Linked DNA regions of Ovis aries: region 1 is linked to region 2. The links are chromatin contacts, called in public Hi-C maps. All regions are on one chromosome and are shown on one strand. Each heading gives the region's core, a stretch centred on a gene start, on an enhancer-like site or on the middle of the called end of the contact. The rest is flanking DNA. Distances are from core to core; before and after follow the strand shown. Region 1 overlaps FYN (FYN proto-oncogene, Src family tyrosine kinase). Region 2 holds the start of FYN (FYN proto-oncogene, Src family tyrosine kinase).

Region 1 (4,965 bases), core at 2,197-4,696, 170 kb before region 2:
TGAGAATGAAAGCTCCCTGGATTTTTTTTTTCTATGAGAAGTCTATTCAGTATACTTGTACTGGTGAACTCGGCGTAGACCCAGCTCCCCCAGGGCAAGATAAAGGAAGCACAGATGCTCACGGCCGAGACTGCTGTCCTAGTCTGGGTTATCCACGGAGCATCACCAAGTCAGGGGTGGTGTGTACTGAAAGAAATCTAAGGGCTGTTTCTCTAGAACGGAGCTTCCAATTCTTGCTTCACAACACTTTTCACAGGAGCAGATAACCAGTAGTCTGGTTGTTCAAGCTAGAAGGCCACTGCTGTTTCCTTGGCCTAGCTCCTCTAATGAGTTGTTAAATAATGAGAAGCAAATGGAGGAAGAGAAGTCCTCGATTGTGGGAAAAAAAGAAATGAACAAAACAAAACAAAACAAAACAACCTGTGTGATGGGCGCCTGAGGAACTAAGAGTTTCAGAAAATCCTAATTCTAAAGGACTTCTGAACGTCCTGTGATCCTGTGTGCCTGGAGGGGAGAAGCAGCCCAGCCCCTGTTTCGGGAGGAAGGCCTTGGTTTCCAGCCTCTGTAGTCCTTTCCGAACTGTCTGCAGTTCTAGAGCCTGGAGGGGAAACTGAAAATAGGACTCTGCTAGCGAGGCAGAGAGGATATGTGCCATTTAAAAATCCTTGTACATTAGAGATAAGCCTTTCATCCCCTCTGACTAATCCACAGATTTGAATGACAAGCCAACGCCTTCAACTCGTTATCTTACCTTTGGTGGTTTCACTCTCACGGATAAGAAAGGTACCCCGTGGGTTTCCAAAGGACAAAAGCTGTCGCTCAGCATCTTTCCGGCCGAGTTTTCCAAAGTACCACCTGTAAATGAGATCAAGGGAAGGAGACATTGTCTACCGATCATTTGCCGAAGTGGAACAGTGCCCGTGCTTCCTCGTCACCTCCAAGTCCCTCCTTAGCCTCCCCTGTGTGTTTTTCCTAGCTTCATCTAGCTCCCTTTCAATCTATTCCTGATTCCATCCCTAATCCACCCCTTTCACGCCTGAAAAACAATCAGATTTGAATTGCAGGTTATTTTCCTTCCTTCCAGAGATGATGGGAAACCGGTGGGTTTGTGTTGCAAGTATCGCCTGCATGAACAAAAAGGAAAAACCCCAGACCTTGTTTTGAAATGGCAGCTGCAGGACACCCTGCCCATGAGCTTCTACAAGACCCTGGATTTTTGAGCATTATTACAACCCTTGGCAAATAACAAAATACAGTCTTAGTGTACATAAAGATCATTAATCAAGCATTAAAAAAAAAGCCCATTGGAATGGCTAAACAGTATTTTCAGTAGCTTCCTACCTATAGGAACTCTGAAAGAAAGAGGTCAAGACTATCCCTAATTTGAGACGACTGCTGTCCCTGGATGCCTGTGACTCTTGTCTTCCTGCTCAGCAGCAGGAAGGACCTGGTAAGAGGCATCTGCTGAGTGGTGGTGCTGTGACCTGCCACACGTGACCTCTGGCACAGCGGCAGGCCCACGTTACTGTGCACAGTCAACCAGCTCAGCCTTAAAAACGGCTCGGCGTCACAGACGTGTTCCTCCTCTCCCTGTAATATCACTCCTGTGCCACTTCAGGAAGCGTTGCATCAAGTCGCCTCCTGGCCTGCCTTCTTCATCTTGCACCTCCCCCCATACTCTCCAGCCGTAAGCCCAGCCTGACAATTGGGTAATGTTTCCGCACTAGATGCTGGGTGAGCAGCAGGTGCTTCTAGAGCCCCCAGAGAGAACTTGGTGGCACTCCATTGGAATCTGTGCACAGGGACAATTTTTAGAATGTTTGACTGTGAAAGGATCCAGTTTCTAAAATGAAGTTTCAATTCATTATACATGAACACAGCTATTATGTGTTCACTGTCAAGTTCTTTTGTGAATGAGCGAGCTTCCCTGAAGATAAGAAAAGACACACTGCATGCCAGCTCCTTTGTGACTTTTAAAGGCACAAGACTGCAACAATCCTAACCTTGTGCTAGGGGCTATAAAAGGAACTACACCAATGATTTGTGGGAAATGATTTTCCAGATTTGTATCAATAACCCAATTAAAATGCAGTGTAAACATGAACAATGGTGAAAAGGGAACCATTAGAACAATAGAGTGTACTAAGGCAATCGTATTTTAAGATAATGGTAATAAACCGCACATGTGAAACCATGGGTATTATTTTTTAAATGTTATTTTCTTCTTTAAAGAACTGTTACAAACATAACTTAAACGTATATTGGGTAGGTTCCCAGTTCAGTCAAAGTAATGGTATATTTTGGTGGCATCTTTTATTCTGAAAGAACACAGAGATGTTTGCAAACCTGCCCTAAAATAATGATTCAGGGCAGATTCCTTTATTCACTGATGATGAAACACTCACTGAGAGCAAAAAGGAGCTCAGAGTCACTGAGTCTTCAACAGTGGAAAACAGAACAGATCTTCCTAGAGGAGATACAGGGGAATTAAAGACAAGCAAGACATCCCACAGGGGAGTCTAGCTGTCCCTGCAGTGCTGACATAAGCGCCAGGCATGTTAAACATCAGAGCCAAAGCGTGGACTCCGGGGCCGACTCTTCTCAGCAACCTTGCTGGAAAGTCAGAACTGCCTCCGGCAGCAGAGGCGGGTCCCCTAGGTATCGGGGCAGTGTGGTGGGCGGTGGGGCAAGGCCCGGCTCCCGCGTTCGGGAGATCCTGATCCACCTCCCTCGCCCTCAGTTCAGAGGGGAGGGCCGCCACACGAGCCATCCTCACAGCTCTCAGCTTTGGAAATGCCCATGAATCCCCACAGGCCAGGGGGAGGAACTAGGGTCACTCCTTCTGGGATATTCCCTCAGCCCATCGACCATCTTCTGAAACCGCTATCAGTGAACCCCTTGCACTAACTGCTAGTCACAATTTGCTAAGAAAGAAGCCACCTGAGACTCCATGTCAAAGCAAAGGGCCATTTGAAGCGCATGACCACGGGGCTTGCTGAGCGGCAGAACACACTGCACGTGAGTTATTCCTACCTGGGGTGTGAACGGTATGCCTTTCCAGCACCCCTTTAACACCCGTGTACGCTGAGGAGAAAAATCTCCAATTGATCTTGAACAATTACTTACACCTCCCTTTCTCTCTGTCTCCATCCCTCCTTTCTTCCTTCCCCTCCCCTCTTTTCTTCAGCAGACTGCAGGCTTAGATCCTGGAGTGGCCAGTAATGCAGGCTCTAGAATTTCATCACGTTCTTACGGTTATTTCTATATATGGCAAGTAATACTGGGTTTTCATTTGAGGTGCTACTATAAAGTTTCTTCTCGAAATAAATGTTTTTAAAACGTGAGCAGGGAAAAAAAAAAAAAAAAGTGAGCAGGCTTTAAGAAAAACATTAAGTTAATCAGGGTACAAGCATTACGCAATGGGGCAAAAACCACGGCATAGGGCCTGAAGGTCACAGCACCGCCACATCCGCTCCCCGCTTAATGGCTCCAGGGAACTGCTTCTTCCTCTTGCACAAGGTTAATGAATTTATCAGGGCAACTAACTTGGAAAAGCAAGTAGTTAAGAGAAAACAGCAAAACGTACTCTTCTGCCTGGATGGAGTCAACTGGAGCCACATAATTGCTGGGAATGTAACCCGTCTCTCCAGTTGTCAAGGAGCGCGCTTCCCACCAATCTCCTTCCCTGGAGGAAAAAAAAAAGAGAAAAGGAAGTGAATATGTCCACAAGTTCAGTGTTCTGCAGTCACAGACTCGGTGTAGTAGGAGCACATGACCACCTTCTAGTCATTCTACTACCTGATTTTTCCAAACAACTCCCACACAGCTTTCTGCGAGGATCAAATGCATGCAATCCACATTAGCTGGGAGAGGAGTCCAGCTTTGTCTGTCACCTCTCGCTTTGTTTATGAATTCAGAATGTATGACCCTTCACAAGGGAGCACTGATGGGGAAGAGGGCATTTGGCTTGGTGCGTGCTAAGTTATTTCAGTTGTGTCCGACTCTTTGCAACCCTATGGACTGTAGCCTACCAGGCTCCATGGGACTCTCCAGGCAAGAATGCTGGAGTGGGTTGCCATTTCCTACTCCAGGGGATCTTCCTGATGCAGGGATCGAACCTCTGTGGCTTATGTCTCCTGCGCTGGCAGGCAGGTCTTTTTTTTTTTTTTTGCCACTAGCACCGCCCACTAAGTCCCTTTGGCTTGGTAAGTGTCTCCAACTTGGAGGGGAAGGGAACTCAATCACTGCCCACTTAAGGAAAACATTGTACCAACAACAAAATCATAATTATGTGAAGTGAGGGATGTGTTAACCAACCTTCTTGTAGTAAACATTTCACAACATACATCTGTCAACCCATCACATTGCACACCTTAAACTTATACAATGTCATATTTCCAATTATATCTCAATGAAGCTGGGAGAAAATACAGGATGCACTGATTGTGCTAATTTGGCTAACAGTCTCTACTTCATCCCCAGCATCCTGGTACCTCTATGCAGGCCACTGGCTTTAACGTTATTTTGTCAGCTAGTAAATGATTTGAAAGAAAGAAAGGAAAAAGGGAGAAGGGGACAGACAGACAGCAGGCAGACACTGTAGTTGCATGTGTGTGTCTGTGTGTTTAGTCGCTCAGTGATGTCTGACTCTTTGTGACCCCGTGGGCTGTAGCCCGCCAGGCTCCTCTGTCCATGGGATTCTCCAGGCAAGAGTACTGGAGTGGCTTGCCATTTTCTACTTCAGGGGATCTTCCTGACCCAGGGCTCGAACCTGTATCTCTTGAGTCTCCTGAATTGGCAGGTGAATTCTTTACCAGTGTATCACCTGGGAAGCCCTTCATAGTTATATATGATTTCAGAAAGGTGGCCTGTCAGGAGGCCCAATAAAGGATGCAGGCCCTCTGAATATCTGCCTTGTTTGCTTTCAAGAAAATGGGTAGAAGAATAAAGCTTACAGTGGGTTAT
Region 2 (4,570 bases), core at 1,135-3,634:
CTTCTCTAATAAAATTCTTGAAGAACTTGAGACAGTTCTATTACTTATAACAGTCAAAGAGCCATGCTCTTAGGAATCAATGGGTTCGACCTAAGTTTTGACATTATTGATTAAGCATGTAACAGTCACTGGCTTACAGAATGGAACATTAAGCCCCCAGATTTACATTTACATTTCCTTTTTAAGAGGAACATCAAGCAGATGGTTTAAGAGATCAGGCAAAAGATTCTCTACCTTCTTCGCTCATAGCTAAGTGCCTCCAACACCTGAGACAATTAACAAAACCACTTCCTCCAAAAATCAGTCCCTTGTCTGAAAGCACAGGACCCGAGGGGCAGAGGGGCAGGGACTTGGGAGAAAGAGCACAAAGGGTGGAAAGTACGGCAGTGGCTTGGCGGTGAGAGGAAGGAAGTGGCTGTCTGAAGGGTACCCTGAAGCAGGCAAGAGAGACACAGTCCCCAGTAGTCTTCCAAATACCGACTTACTGCTGTGTTAGCAATGTCCCCAGGAGCTTCTTTAAATACAAGGGTGAAACAACCATCACTGGGTGGACAAGACTTCATTTCAAATGACTTCAGTCCTCCTTAGACTTGAGAGAAGCAAGTTAGGCTGCCTCACTCCTAGCAAACATCAATATAACTCTCTTTTGGAAACAAAATTCTCCCTCTCCCACACCCATGTATCCTACCCCCTACCATGAAAGGGAGTTAAAACTGGGCAAGGGAGGGTGCTACCCTGAGAGTAAAGCAACTCTTCAGACAGCTGAAATCAATTCCCCCTTCAATCTAAGAAGTACTGCAGCCGCCAGTCAACACTACCGGTCCATGAATACAGCAAAACGGCAGCACCTGCCACCCTGCATCTGGGGCCTTTTATTTTTTGGTAAATGTGGCAGGAAAGACTCTCAGAGAGAAGATCAACTGCTTTATCTGAGCAAAAGGGAAGCCCCAGGGAAGAGAAACAAGAAGCATCGCGCCCACCCTTGGGCACTTTATGCGTCTCCTCTCTGTGCACTGAAAGGGCTCTTTGTGTCACACACACACATACACACACACACCCCGCGAGTCTGTGTGATTTATTGGTGGGAGGAGGGGCGAGAAGGGTGATTTTATTATCCCTCTTCTCACTCAGTCCCAGCAAATCTCCGCCGAGGCCCAAGCCTGGTGGCCTCTTTCTGGCTCAGTCCCCTCCGCCTGTGGCCGCAGAGATAAGAGAGGGGAGGCGACCAAACAAAAACAGTCATCGATCTAGGGAAGTAGAGAGGAAATCCAGAGAGCTGAGAAGGAAGGAGAAAGGAGCCTGAGGGAGCAGGAGGGTTGGAGGGGTCAGAGGAAGAGGAGCTAAGGCTCCAGCACGGGGGACTGGGGAAGGGTGGGTGGTGGCACAGGAAGAGTCGAGGGGAGGATGGGGGAAGTGCAAGGGAGGTGCCAGAAATAAGCTGGAGGATGCGATGGGAAAGGCGACGGCCACAGGAGGAGGAGGCCGAGAGGTGGAGGAGTGGGGCAGGGGTGGAGTGGGGTGGGGAGGGAAGCAGCACGGGGCATCAATTATTAAGTGATTACATCATCCCTGACATTAAAACAACACACACAGCCCGGGTCCCCGCGGGGGGCCCCGAAAAGAGGGCGGAGGCGGAGTCTGGGCCGGCCTAGCCACCCCCCAAGCCAATCCCTATTCACACCCTGAGGAAATGGACCCCCCAGCCCTGCGCTACCTCGGGGCTGCAGCCCGCAGAGGTGTCCTCCGGAGCGACCACAGCAAGACTCCAAGCAAGGCCAACTCCCTGGCAGCCCCGCGGGGAGCCCCAGAGGCAACGATGGCCAAGAGACTGCAGCGCCGGGCCCCGCGGCGGGGGCGGCGCTGCGCTCGGCGCCCGCGGCCCGCATCTCCGCAGCATCCCCGCGGCCCCGCGGCGCATCCCCGGCCGCTTACCTGCGCTGCGCTCAGGCTCCGGAGCCCATTCACATGGTCCACTCCCCGCCTCCTCCGGCGCGGCCGAAGCGGCTCCGGTGGTTGCTCGGCGGGCCCGGGAGCCGGTGGGCCTTCTGAGAGTGCCCAGGGGGCGGCGCCGGGTGTCCCCGGCCCGGCGACTGGATCCCTCCCAGGCGCGGGCGGCGGCTTTGTGTGCGCCTGGGGAGCCCTCGGTGCGCGGGGTGAAGCGCCGCGCGCCCGGGCGGTGATGGACGCGCGGCTCCGAGGGCAGCCTCTCTTCTGCTCCCTCGGCCGGTTGGCGGGCGGGTCTCGGCGGCCTTCGGCTCGCGGCGACCCCTCCTCCTCTCCCGCGGCAGCCCCCTCCCCGCCGGCTCCGCTCCTGACAGATGGCGCAACTGCAACGACGCGCCGCCGCTGCCGCGGCTGCTCCGAGCTACTCGCGCTGATGCTCCAGCCCCTCCAGCCCCAGCGGGGAGTGAGGGAGGGCGGGAGGCCCCGCGAGAGTGGCAGGCTCCACTGTCCAATCAACGAGCCCCTCGGGAGCAGCGGGCGGCGACCATTGGTGGTTGAAGCGGGGGCGGGGCGGCGATGGGTGGGGCCACCGAGTGGGCAGAGCGTTCCGGTGGCATTGGGCATCCTGGCGTGCTTGTGGTGTAAGGGTGTGAGAGGGGATACTAGATTGGAGGAGTTGTGCGTGTGTGTTTTTTAAGGTTTACGTGGACTTGAGGTAGTGGGTTAGGGTAAGGAAAGAAGAGGAGAGTGTGAGCTTCAGTTTCTGCTTTGGAGAAGGTTGCAGCCGCTACTGCAGAAAGGCATCTGCCATTCCCTCAAAACCATGGGAACCTGCCTTGAGAAAGGGCTATCTTTCCTTTCTGTTGTCTTTTAATTTGAAGGTGGGAGGATAAATTGGGAAACTGTTAGGATGATTAAATTGTTTTCTCTGATCAAACCGAAGAGTGCGGAGCAAGGGAGAATCCCATCACAGAAACCTGGAAAAAAGAGAAACCTGGAAACGCGCGGTTAATATTATCAGTAATTATAAGGAGGGGGAGGAAGAAAAGGAAGGGGATAAAACGGAATAAATTAGAATGAACTGATAGTCTTCTGATATATGTATATATATATAAGCAAAGTCTGCAGGAAGTATTAGGGAAATACGAGTAAGGGGTGGAGAGGGCAAGCGACTACTATGGAATCTGCAATCACAGAGTGGGTGTTTGTTTGTATAGCTTTTTCCAAAAGCATGTTCAATTGTAGCCATTGGTTGTCTTTGTTTTCTCATGAATTCAGCCTTCCCGTGGTTTTTTTCCTTCTCTAAATCTGAGCTTTTGCTCAGATTTTCCTTGATGAAATAATAGCTGGTTTAATATACAACTGGGAGTGCATCAGTCTTTATTTCCTATCCAGCATTTCTATGGCAGGATGTAACTTCATTAAAAAAAAAGCAAACACTTCAGCTTCCTGATTTTCTTTATAGGTAATTCCTGTTTACTGAAAGTTCTACTCTAAGGCATGCTCAGATTCATTCTTCTTAATGATTTTGGCAAGAATCCTACCCTACCCCCTCAGCAAAATATAGCGCTCTGAGAAATATAAGTGAATTGGCATCTGCTTCTATGTTCAAAATCTATAATATTACCTTTCCTGCCCACTAAGTTTTGACTGTAGTTTTCAAATACCAGTCACTTTTTCTGCCTTTTTTTGGATACATAGTACTTAAAAAAAAATTAAACTAAGAGGTATTTATATGGAAACTTCCCCCTGAGAAATCTGTGCAATATTGGGTGGGGAGGGGGTTGTTTGTTTTTAATCTATTTTTATTGGAGTATAGTTAATTTACAATGTCTTAGTTTCTGCTGTACAGCAAAGTGAATCAGTTATACATATACATATATCTACTGTTTTAGATTCTATTCCCATATAGGTCATTACAGAGTACTGAGCAGAGTTCCCTATGCTATACAGTAGGTACACAATACTTTTTAAAGTTGCTAACATTTGTTAAACAAATCCCCATTTTACAAATGAGGAAACTGAGGACAAGAGAAATTAAAAACTAAATTTAAAGTGATTGTATAGTGTGATTACTGGGTTTCTTTCTTCCTTAAAATACTGAATGAAATCATATTTAAATTATGTGTTGATTATTTATTTCATAATCCCAAGAAATGGAACCCCAACTAGGACTAGAAATTTCCATACAAGAGAACGCAAACTTCATCTAGCCAAGAATTGTTTATCTCAAGAGAAGAGGCTCTTCTTTCTCAGTACTAGCCTGCCATGGCTCTCCTAGTTTTCTATGGATTGGAATGGAGAGGCAATTGTCTAGAGCAATGATGCTGAAGCTGAAGCGCCAATGTTTTGGCCACCTGATACAGAGTCGACTTATTGGAAAAGACTCTGATGCTGGGAAAGATTGAAGGCAGAAGGAGCAGGAGTGGCAGAGAGTGAGATGGTTAGATAGCATCGCCAACTCTATGGACATGAATTTGAACAAACTCTGGGAGATAGTGGAGGACAGAGGAGACTGGTGTGCTGCAGTCCATGGGGTCGCAGAGTCAGACACAACTTAGCAACTGAACAACAGCAACAAATGATTCTAAACCTTAGCATGCATCAAAATTACCAGAAGGGATTT

The links. A called contact is a pair of places that touch in the nucleus more often than the background predicts.
Region 1: a Hi-C map of liver shows a contact between it and region 2, with 5 times the contacts expected there. The contact joins the enhancer-like site here to the promoter of FYN in region 2. A contact is called at or near these places in 3 of 16 Hi-C or Micro-C datasets (hypothalamus, liver and tail adipose tissue).

The regions. Positions count from the first base shown.
Region 1 is chr8:26,051,377-26,056,341 of ARS-UI_Ramb_v3.0, reverse strand. FYN (FYN proto-oncogene, Src family tyrosine kinase) reads right to left here. Exons shown (of 14, transcript XM_060419485.1): 6 at 3,587-3,685; 7 at 752-855. Among named protein-coding and RNA genes, the nearest start is that of TRAF3IP2, 82 kb to the left of the region's middle. Within about 2 kb of position 3,446, at least 6 of the 54 cell types and tissues checked have an H3K27ac peak or open chromatin away from gene starts, as enhancers often do. A contact at or near this core is called in liver and tail adipose tissue, where this site is marked.
Region 2 is chr8:25,878,562-25,883,131 of ARS-UI_Ramb_v3.0, reverse strand. It overlaps FYN (FYN proto-oncogene, Src family tyrosine kinase), which reads right to left and starts at 2,384. Exons shown (of 14, transcript XM_060419485.1): 1 at 1,933-2,384.